3 separate regions of the Sus scrofa genome follow, and all the other regions are linked to region 1. A link is a contact called in public HiChIP or PLAC-seq and promoter capture Hi-C data. All regions are on one chromosome and are shown on one strand. The core of a region is the stretch at or near the end of the contact, and the rest is flanking DNA. Distances in the headings are between cores, read along the strand shown.

Region 1 (3,238 bases), core at 202-2,701:
TATTATCTGCCACCTAACAGAGGCTCAAACAACAGTGCCATTTGTTAGAGGAAGATATGAAGCCTAATAAATTTATTTAGAGACTGTATGATGCTAGATCAGATGATATTAAGTCATAGGGTTTTGTTTGTTTGTTTGTTTGTTTGAAGTGAAAGCAAGTTTTCTTTTTTTTTGAGAGATACACACTCCATAGGCAGAGTGCAGATTATCTCAGAAAGTGAGAGCTGGTAGTTCACATTCTTTAGTCACCTGTTGTGTTTCCAGGCATTGTTCAAAGTTCTCACATGGATTACATTCTTGAATTTACCCAGTGACTCATTAGAGATTTACTGTCATCCTCTCCATTTTACAGAGGATAAAACCAAGATTTAGGAGGTTAGGTGACTTTCAAGATTTTACACAGCTAAGTAAAAGAGTTGAACCAGAATCTGAATCCAGGAACCCCAGTGCTAGAATAGACTGTAGTCCACACTCATGCATTCCTGTGTCATGGACACCCTTGTCTGTGGCAACAATGCCGCATGAGGAGGGGCCAGTGTCAAATGCCTTCGACTTTATAGAATTCCTCTCTGCCTTTTGCAGTCAGTCAGTTTAGACTGCTGAGGTTTTTTTTTGCTTGTTTTGTTTTGTTTTTTTTAACGTGCATAATAATAAAAAGAATTACTGAGAGGTACACTCATGGTGTAGGCTTTGTTTTATTGCAAAATGATCAGGTACAGTACATCACAAAAACATTTGGTTGTGTACACAGTGAAAGGGATCGTCCTTGAAGCTGTTAATCATTGAGAGCTACCTGTTGGGCATAGCCTTTCATTTGGCTCAAAATAAGAGGTTTTTGTTGTTGCAGTTATTGGGTCGTTACTTTTTCTTCATTTTACTTGACAGACCCTAGAATCCATGGTTAAGAATTTTGATCAGATTTGAAAGTGGATGGTTCACCTTCTCTCTGACCCCTGTCACCTCACTCCACTTCCAACGTCATTCACTCCTCCAGACATGAATGGGTGAGAGTAATAGAAGGTCATACTCGGATGGTGCTGTTGGAGCTTCAGCTCGGCTGGAGAATGTGCTCTGGAATTTACAAATGTGATCTTGGACAGGGGACCTTATTTCTTTGTGTTTCAGTGATATCTAGGAATAATGGCTTATACACAGGCCTGATATGAAGATTAAATGAGATGAGGTGAATAAAGTCCTTTGAAAAGTTCTTGGTAGACAGTCAGTGCCGAAAACATGGTGTCTTTGCAATGCATGACAACAACCTCAACCACCATAGTAACAATAATAGCAATGTCAGTAATGACACTAGAGAACAGAGAGCTATGTTTCCTAAGACTGATATACGAAATGCCAGCCAAGCTTGCTTCCCAGCTCATTTTCCCTCCCCTGTAGGCTGCCACAGAGCTGGAAGGGACGCAGCATCAGGGCTGGGGGAGGGTTGTGCTGTGCTGGTTCAAGCCTCAGCGTGCTAATGAGGTCTGAAGTTGAGCAACTCCAGATGGAGTCAAGTGATGTGCTTTCTGCCAGGAAATGTGAAAGACGGGCCAAGGCCATTCATTCCAGGCAACAGCCCTGGATATCAAAGGGAGATGGGCAAAAAGTAAGGAAACATTCAGGCCTTGGACCTAAACTAACTATCCAAACATAAATAAAACATGGCATGTATTTGTGGCAGAAAAATCCTGTCTGGGATCCAGAGATACTCAGTTTACTTACAAAAGCAATAGTCCATTTGGGAGGTGGCAAGGCAGTGCTAAATGTCTATAGATTTGGTCTTCTATTGAAGGTATCTATCTGGCCTTTTTAAACTTGATGTGAACTAGCACTTTCTCATCAACCACGACTGTATTTTATTGATCATTTTTGAATGATTAGAAAAAAAATAAGATTTAGATATCTTATTTATTCTTAATACTTGTAAAAGTCAGTAAGCCTAGATTTGAATTTACTATAAAATGTTTTTTGCCCAGTGGATAGCATATTCATCTTTATCATCATCTACTATCTATTTTAAAATTACAATGTAAATATAAGTAAGAATGTAAGCCAAGCATTGTGTTAAATACTTTATACATACTTTGTATATGACCCCTGCCCCCCATCAACTCCTAGCATTTAATACTTACAGCAACTCTCAAAGGTAAGCACTACTTTGATCAGCTTCATTTCATAGATGAGATAACTGAAGTTCTGTTATCCTCTGAACAGGGTCACTCAGCTGGCTAGTAAGGAGCAAAGCCTGAGTTCTGATCCACAACTGTCTGACCAGTCAGTGGCTTATGAACTTATCCATATACTTTGATCATGTCCAGTATGTTTTGTTTTTTGGGAGGGACTTATGAAGGATGGTAGATGTTATGTACTTAGGAGACATTTTAATTTTTTTTTGTACATACATATGAAGGGCTGAATGGCACCCCAAGAGGGCATGTTACCCTTGGATGCCCCCTTTAAGGAAACTGGTTACTTGAGGTACACAGACTTGTTCTGAATCTCACAGGGATAAATGTTCATGTTTCTTGCCAGGATCAGATGCAGCTAAGTCTGCCAAGTACAGTGTGTGCCCCCAGGCCCAAGGAATGCCACAGGCTAGCTTTGAACTGGAAGATTAGCTGCTACATTGAGAAGTGGCAGTGTTTTGCCTGTCCTCCATTCTGAGTCACAGCTCCCATGAAATGAGGAAGTGGTGCTAAGGCCAGTAGAGCAGAATGGCAATGTTCTGTGTATATCTCAGATATCACTATAATCTGATGTGTAGTAAACTTATTAAAAAAAAAAAACCTCTTCTTCCCCCCATTTACAGAAATAATATAGTTTTGTTCTTTGTAGCAACTTTGCAGTCAAAAAGAGGAAAAAATTACCAGCTATCTCCAGCCACCCTCCAAATAATCATAATTAATTCTTTGGTATATTTTATTCCAGATTTATTCTCAGTATACTTATTATATATGCGTATATACATACATATTTAATTATTTAGCAATAATACTATTATTGTTCTTACTCAAACATCTATTTTATTTAAAATTGAAAATAGTTTTTCTCTGATTTTTAATGACATAAGCAGTCATTGTAAAAAGTGCAGGTAATATCAAAACTGTAAAGAAGGAAGTAAAAATCATTTAAAACTTCATCCTTAATAGATAACTGCTTAGGTGGACTTCGTATCACTTTAAACTTATTTTTAAAGCATTTCTATCTGTATTTTCTAAAGTTTGCCTAAGAGTAATGTACCCTA
Region 2 (3,238 bases), core at 439-2,938, 110 kb before region 1:
GACTGCATTCTCTTTGCAAACCCTTTCAAGTCTCTGCTGAAAGGAATGTGATAGTAGCCAACTCCCTTGCCATAGTACTGTCTAAATAAACAGCTTTGATTAATTCTACAGATGGTCAGCTTCCTTCTGCCAACATGTTCAAAGCTCTCACCAAGTTTAAACATTAGGGTGTGCAAACATTAATAAGCATCTTTGTTCCACCTTGGCTAGGTGGTTGACCTACTAGAAGTAATGATGGACAGGTGGGAACTAAGATTCACTCATGTCAAGAGGAGGGTGTGGTCAGTGCCCAGCTTTGGGGTCTGATCTTAAGCTGTGATCCTGGTCAAGTTGCATAATATTTCTGTGGAGCACTTCCCCTTCTGGTAAAAAGGGAATAAGAGCATCACCCCTTATAAGGTTCCTGTGAGAATTAAATGACCTATATTCAGAGGTACAGAGTACATGTAATAGGAATGAGCATAGGTTTAGCACTGAATACAAAGGAATCCATGAGTCTATATTGATACAAGGGAATACAAGAACAAATAATTATAGGAGATGGTGAAGCTCTTCTCAGAGTAGAATGTGAACTGAAAAATGTTGAAGGTAATGGAATTAGAAGTCATGATTTTGTAACCATCATAGTAATAACTGATTCAAGAAATAATCATCAACAGATGCTAAATCTAGCCAGTAAAATTATGATGAAGAATGGGCTATGAATCTACGTATCTGTATCTATCAAAAATGGGGAATGAAGCAAAATGTAAAGAAGTGGTAAAGAATGGCATTTTGGGATAATACTCTTGAAATTTTCTGTAGATTTGTCTTGTCAAAATAACAATTAAAAAAATTAGGTGGAAACTAGCAAAAATTGTCACCTAGTTCTGTTACATTTTACCTTTCTTCATGCTCATAGGCTCAAGAGTAAGGTAAGGTTAAATAAGTTCTGAAATGGCCCTTAATACTGTGGGGAGAAGAAAGTATGACCTTGAACCTCATTTTCACTCCTTATCAGATCCATGACCTTCCGTGTAAGTTAGGTAACCTCTCTGTGCCTAAATTTTCTCTTCTGCAAAAATGGGGATTTTACATTAGTGGCTACTGGGAACGTTGCTATGAGGACTAAATGAGTTCATATTTACAAACTGCCTGGCACATATTAAGCGACTGTGCTACAACTATTTTTTTTTTTAATTATATATACAGTGCTTAGTCACACAAATAAAACCTTGCTTTTATTCTGGTGATTACTGGTTTAAAATCCTTCCAGAGCTTGGCTTTAATCTTCGGTAAAAAATAAAAAATTCTTACTAAGGTGTAGAAGGTCTCCCCTCAAGTTGCAGCCCAACCCTAGAACAGCCTCTGGGACCCATGACTAGACCAGAGGCCTCCCTTACTTGGCATCAGCTCCGTGGGCCGGTCCTTAGAGCACTCACTGCAAAGACCAATACCAAGGCCTGTCGGTCCCCGGCGCAGTTTAAATCACACGACCCTAGGGCTCCGGATCTGTTTTTCCTCACCACGGTGACCTGAGGTAGCACAGTGAGAAGCCTAAGAGATCTCTGAAAGCTGAAACTGAACTTTGGCCGAGGTGGGCGGACCCAAGGCTCCAGAGGGTGCTCCCCCGCGGGGCGTACCGGGAGGACCAGGCCAGCCAGGGCGGAGGGGGCGGTGCGCCGACGGCTGGGACCCGCCCCATCTGGTCCCCTCCCCCTCCCCCTGCCGCCCTGCCCGCGACCCGTCCCGCTCCCCACGCCGGGTTTCCTGGTTAAGATGGCGGCCCCCGTGGCAGCTCAGGCCCGGAAACTTCTGAGAGACCTGGCGTTCCGGCCCCCGCTCTTGGCGGCTAGGTCCCAGGTGAGCAGGTTCCTGGGCGGGAGCTTCGAGCACCCCAGCCGGGGCCTTACTGTCCCCCCTCCATCCCCCTCTTCCCGGCTTCGGGTGTGCGGCCACTGGGACGCGGGACCTGTGGAGGGGAGCCGCGGGGCTGCGCCCAGGGCGCATGAGGGACCCCAGCACCCCCGCCCGTGTGGGGTCCTAGGCCCAGCGGAATGATAACCCGGGCCACCCTAGTGTCTGAGCCTCTCAGCTTACGCTGACGTGAGCTTCTGGGGAAGGCGCCTGACCCTGTACCAGGTGCTAAAGGCAAGTTCAGGAAAAGTTTCTGGGACTGGGTTTTGGAGTCCTGAGGTTTTAGGATGTTGATAGAAAAAGAAAGAAAAAAAGGCAAACCTAAAAGTTGAGATAAACATTTTCTTTAGGCTCTGGGAGCAGCCTCTCGGCTCTGAGAGACTGTTCCCACGAGGTAAGGGAGAAGCCAGGATATATAGGAGTTTTTGCTGAAAACAAATAATTGAACTTCAGAGGATTACTGCAAATCACAAAAAACCAGATATCTCCTGTTAGTGACTTTAGTGGTTTTCTGTGTATGGAGAGGTGTGAGCCCTTAAGCTCATTGAAATTATTCCACTGATATGCATCTTAATAGTCTAGGGCCAGTATCCGATTTGTCTCCATCCTGAATTCCCTCAGGGCACAACGTCTGGGGCAGCTGCCGTAATTGCTGGCTAGATAGCAGGTAGTGAATGTTGTTTTCCTGAGCTGGTGAACCACATTTTTTGGTTCACAGTTACCTGCTTTGCCAGTTCTGCTTTTGAAACATCTCTCTTGAATACATTTGTTAGGCCACATGATGGATATTATGCCTAGCAGCCCACCCAGTGCTCCCTAGTATGAGTAACTTACCTCCCAGAGTGAGATTTCAGCAGGCTTCCTGCTTTTGCAGACTTCTGGGGTACCTGAGTTGGTAAAATTCAGGGATCAAGGAGAAGGATGGGAATCATCCAATCTCAATTCGGTGAAAAATCAGTATTGGCACTAAAATACATCAGAGCACTGGCCCTGTCCTCTTTCTCTTTGTTTGTAGCAAATAAAAACCCAGACACATGATGGAGATTCTAAAGTTTCCTGGAAAAAGAGGGTCATGTTCAGTGTAATGTCTGCCATGGGCTAGGGAGTAGGGAGGTACAACACAAAAGCAGGTGTAGGTGGAGCTATTCAGCAGGTATAACTATTAACTGGATAGCTATGAGAACTTGGCCCCCAGTAGACTACCTTGTTTAGATGACAGGAGTCACAGTAGTCAGAAGGCCATCAGGGAGTTATGAGTTAGTGATGAGTCTTGGAGAAATCACTCAGCCATTCAACTTATTCTCCTTAAGTAATATCACTTATTAAGAAAGGACTGTGTGGG
Region 3 (3,238 bases), core at 537-3,036, 78 kb after region 1:
CCCCTGTCTCCTGGGAATGGGCCTCTCTCCAGGCCTACTTGTTGGCTGGGAGCAGACATGGGGAAGTGGGGTCTCGGACCCAGTAGTCCTTATAGTTGCAGATCCAAGGTGCATTCTCATGGCCTCACCAGCCAGTAAGCAGTTGCTTCAGTTGGAGTGACCAGGGAGGGCCTCTCTCTGGGAGGCTCTTTGAGCTGAGACTTGAGGGACACAGGGAATGAACTTATGCTGACCTGGGGCTAAGCGGAAAGAGGAGGGGATGTAGTGCTGAGGCTGGAAGGCAAGAAACAACTCATAGTGTTTCAGAGGCAGAGAGAGGGGAACTGAGTAGAAAGAGACTGTGGCCAGTTCGGGGAGGACTTGTGGGCCAAATTGAGAACTTTAAATTGTATTCTAAATAAAATGGGAAGTCTCTCAAAGTCCTTAAGTACCAGAATGGTGGGGTCTGTGTCAGAGATGGAGATAAGCATTGTGGAAAGGAAAGAGAGGACAGGGGGAGACTAGTTAGCCTCTAGTTAGCATTGTTCTGGGCAACCCAAAATGATCTTTTGAATAGTTTTTGCTTTTTGAAAAATTACGCCTTTCAATTACTTCCTTTTTCTCCATGCCTTTAGGATCTTGAAAACATGGTGGGTAATCTACTTATATTTAGGGAAAAAGCTGCAGGCTCCCTGCTTTCCCCCTGCCCCCAATCATGTATTGCAGGCCATCTTTCTGTCAAGCTTAGCTTCCAATTCATCCTGGTGGATCTCACTCATCACTTAACCTGTTGCTCTACTCTGTCCCCCTTTGGTTTTTCACACCAGCTGGTGCAGGCAGCTTCATGTGTTCTTCTACAAACTTTTACTATCACATTGAAACCAGCTGAGATACTGGTCCACCCGTCTCATTTCTTTTTCAATATATTGCCTCAGAATTTACAGGCAGTACCACCCCTAGGGCAAACTGAAGCAGAACACTGGTTCATATACAGAGGCAACTTTTAGAGCAGAACAAGGAGTAGGATTTGACTAAATTTGATTAAGAAGAATAATTTCTACTGTTGTTCTTATGCTGTTCCCCACCCACAGTTCCTTTTTCTCCTTAGAAACTCAGTGTGTGCTAAAGATGGAAATACGTGTTTTGATTTAGGGGGCAAGGTGGCTAGACCTCTGCTCTGTCTCTGAGCAGTCTGGTATTCCTGGACCTAGTGAAATCTTTGACATTTGACACTGGCTTTTATTCTGTGCCTTTTGATTGTGTTTTCAGCAGCCACAGTGAGTGCAGAGTAAATCCTAGCCATGGTGCTTGAGATTTGGAACTATACCTCTTGGAATGGGGGATGTCCCCATTTCAGAGGGATGCCAACCGCAAAAGTGCTGTTCCCTGGAAGATTGTATGCACACACTGTAAAATTTCACTCCTGCAAGGACTTCTTACCTTCTTTCAGCTGTGAATTTTTCTTTTCTTTCAGCATATGGGGAGCTCTCACCAGCCAGGAGAAGTTGGTGCTTAGGCTTTAAGTAAAGTGCTGATTGCCCTGTCAAAGCTCTGAGGAACTGGGAACTTCCAAGATTGATTCGTGACAGAATAATTAAAAAAGTGTCACTTTCAGTAACCATTTGAGCACTCTCTCTAAAGGAATGGGCCCAGGCTAGGCCTCTGCTGTCCAGATCTGGAGGTTAAATGTTCAGGAAGACAAAACATAGTGTGTCACAAGAGAAAACTGCCTCAGATATGCAGGAAGGGATGGCCCTCCACCTTCTCAGCAATGACACCCAGTTGCCTGGGTGTTGGCAGATGTGTTTGCCTGGCCTACCGACATTGCTGCTATTTTAATCCTGCTTGAGATTATTTCTCTGTCAGTTGTTTGCCTTGGAGTGATGTGTGCAATCAGCTGGTGAGACAGCATTCTCTTTGACCTTTTCGTACTAATGACGCTTTCTTTCTCCTCATTTCAAGATGGCTTCTGGCCCTTGAGTCACCTCAGAGTCCCAAAGCCGGGGTCTTCTCCAGACAATCTCAGTCACTTGATCAGGACAATATTTTCCAGTCTTATGCTATCTCAAGTGTAGTGGGACACCAACATGTACTCAGGAAGGAGACAGGAAAAGCTAAGTTAATTGCTTCAAGAAAAGATAAAAAATTAATGTTTGTAACCTCATTTTATAGAGAAATGTAAGTTAGGGAAATTAAGCATTTATAACAAAATAGATAAAGGTAAAGGAAAACATCTCTTACATCCTTTCTCAGAAACATTTTCCTTTTTAAAAAATAAATTTTGGAAATAAAATAATTCGATGTGTACATCTGTATGTGTGTACAGATATTTCTAACACTTCCTGGATACCAGAGTTTCTTGGGGCAGATCTGAGAAATGCTGACATCGGCCATCATTACCCTGTCTCCCTTTAATAAGCATAGCAGCAGCAATGATAACAATGAGGAGTTTACATTGCTAGGAGTGTTCTGTGTGTGAGGCAGTGCACAAAATACTTGCTATGTGTTAAACTATTTCTATTTTAAAAATCAGGAAGTTTTCACTGGTGTGCTTTGGTATAAATAGGTTTAGAAAGAAGATTCTAATTACCTCACCCCTCAGTTGTCTTTAATGAAAGCCGTAAAAGAACAGAAGCCACAAGAGCATGCCCTCAAGCTTACCTCTTAGGACTTACTTTTTGTCATTGTTCACAACCCGGAGTTGATCCCCATTTTCTTCAGACTAAATTCTAAACTGTTGGGTCAGAGATTCAGAAACTTGTATTGCCAGGCAGACAACCTTACCTTCCACTGCTGGCCTGTCATAGACTGTATCATCTGGTCCAGGTACCTTTGTGCCAGAATACACTCCCTCTCCTTCCCAACTTTGCCTGCCTCAGTTATCACCATTGCCCTGCAAATCTCCCCCCATTGTGTGAACTGGAGGGCATCTGCCAAATTACCGGACCTCAACTAGGAGTCATGTTGTTCTTGCCACCCATCAGGCATTTGGCAACTTCTGGGGACATTGTACCAATAATTGGGGTGGGTGTGCTACTGACATCTAGTGGGAAGAGGCCCGGGGTGTTAGTAAACATCCTGCAGTACATGGGATGGTCCCCACAACAAAGGACTGGCCCAAAATGTCAGTAGTAATGAAATTGAGAAACCTTGTACTAGATGGAAGATCCTTTTGTCTGACTTATCATTGTCTTCTCAGAGCCTGATACATAGTATGTGATTAAAAACATCTTGAAATGAATACACAAACCCCTTCCTT

What was found. Promoter capture Hi-C pulls out the DNA fragments that hold promoters and counts their contacts. HiChIP or PLAC-seq counts read pairs in DNA pulled down with a chosen protein or histone mark.
Region 2: a promoter capture Hi-C map of liver shows a contact between it and region 1, with 4 times the contacts expected there. The contact joins the promoter of SUCLG2 here to the enhancer-like site in region 1. A contact is called at or near these places in 1 of 5 promoter capture datasets (liver), 7 of 47 Hi-C or Micro-C datasets (heart right ventricle, liver, psoas muscle and 1 more) and 1 of 2 datasets of contacts at active chromatin or transcription factors (skeletal muscle).
Region 3: an H3K27ac HiChIP or PLAC-seq map of skeletal muscle shows a contact between it and region 1. The contact joins two enhancer-like sites. A contact is called at or near these places in 2 of 47 Hi-C or Micro-C datasets (fetal heart ventricle and heart right ventricle) and 1 of 2 datasets of contacts at active chromatin or transcription factors (skeletal muscle).

The regions. Positions count from the first base shown.
Region 1 is chr13:48,975,999-48,979,236 of Sscrofa11.1, reverse strand. All of the region lies in intron 2 of SUCLG2 (succinate--CoA ligase [GDP-forming] subunit beta, mitochondrial), which reads left to right. Among named protein-coding and RNA genes, the nearest start is that of SUCLG2, 110 kb to the left of the region's middle. Within about 2 kb of position 1,451, at least 20 of the 83 cell types and tissues checked have an H3K27ac peak or open chromatin away from gene starts, as enhancers often do. A contact at or near this core is called in liver and skeletal muscle, where this site is marked.
Region 2 is chr13:49,088,914-49,092,151 of Sscrofa11.1, reverse strand. SUCLG2 (succinate--CoA ligase [GDP-forming] subunit beta, mitochondrial) reads left to right here and starts at 1,688. Exons shown (of 11, transcript XM_021070828.1): 1 at 1,688-1,842. The coding sequence starts at 1,759. LOC106505636 (a long non-coding RNA gene) reads right to left here and starts at 1,518. Exons shown (of 3, transcript XR_002338007.1): 1 at 1,383-1,518.
Region 3 is chr13:48,898,384-48,901,621 of Sscrofa11.1, reverse strand. All of the region lies in intron 9 of SUCLG2 (succinate--CoA ligase [GDP-forming] subunit beta, mitochondrial), which reads left to right. Among named protein-coding and RNA genes, the nearest start is that of SUCLG2, 190 kb to the left of the region's middle. Within about 2 kb of position 1,786, at least 3 of the 83 cell types and tissues checked have an H3K27ac peak or open chromatin away from gene starts, as enhancers often do. A contact at or near this core is called in skeletal muscle, where this site is marked.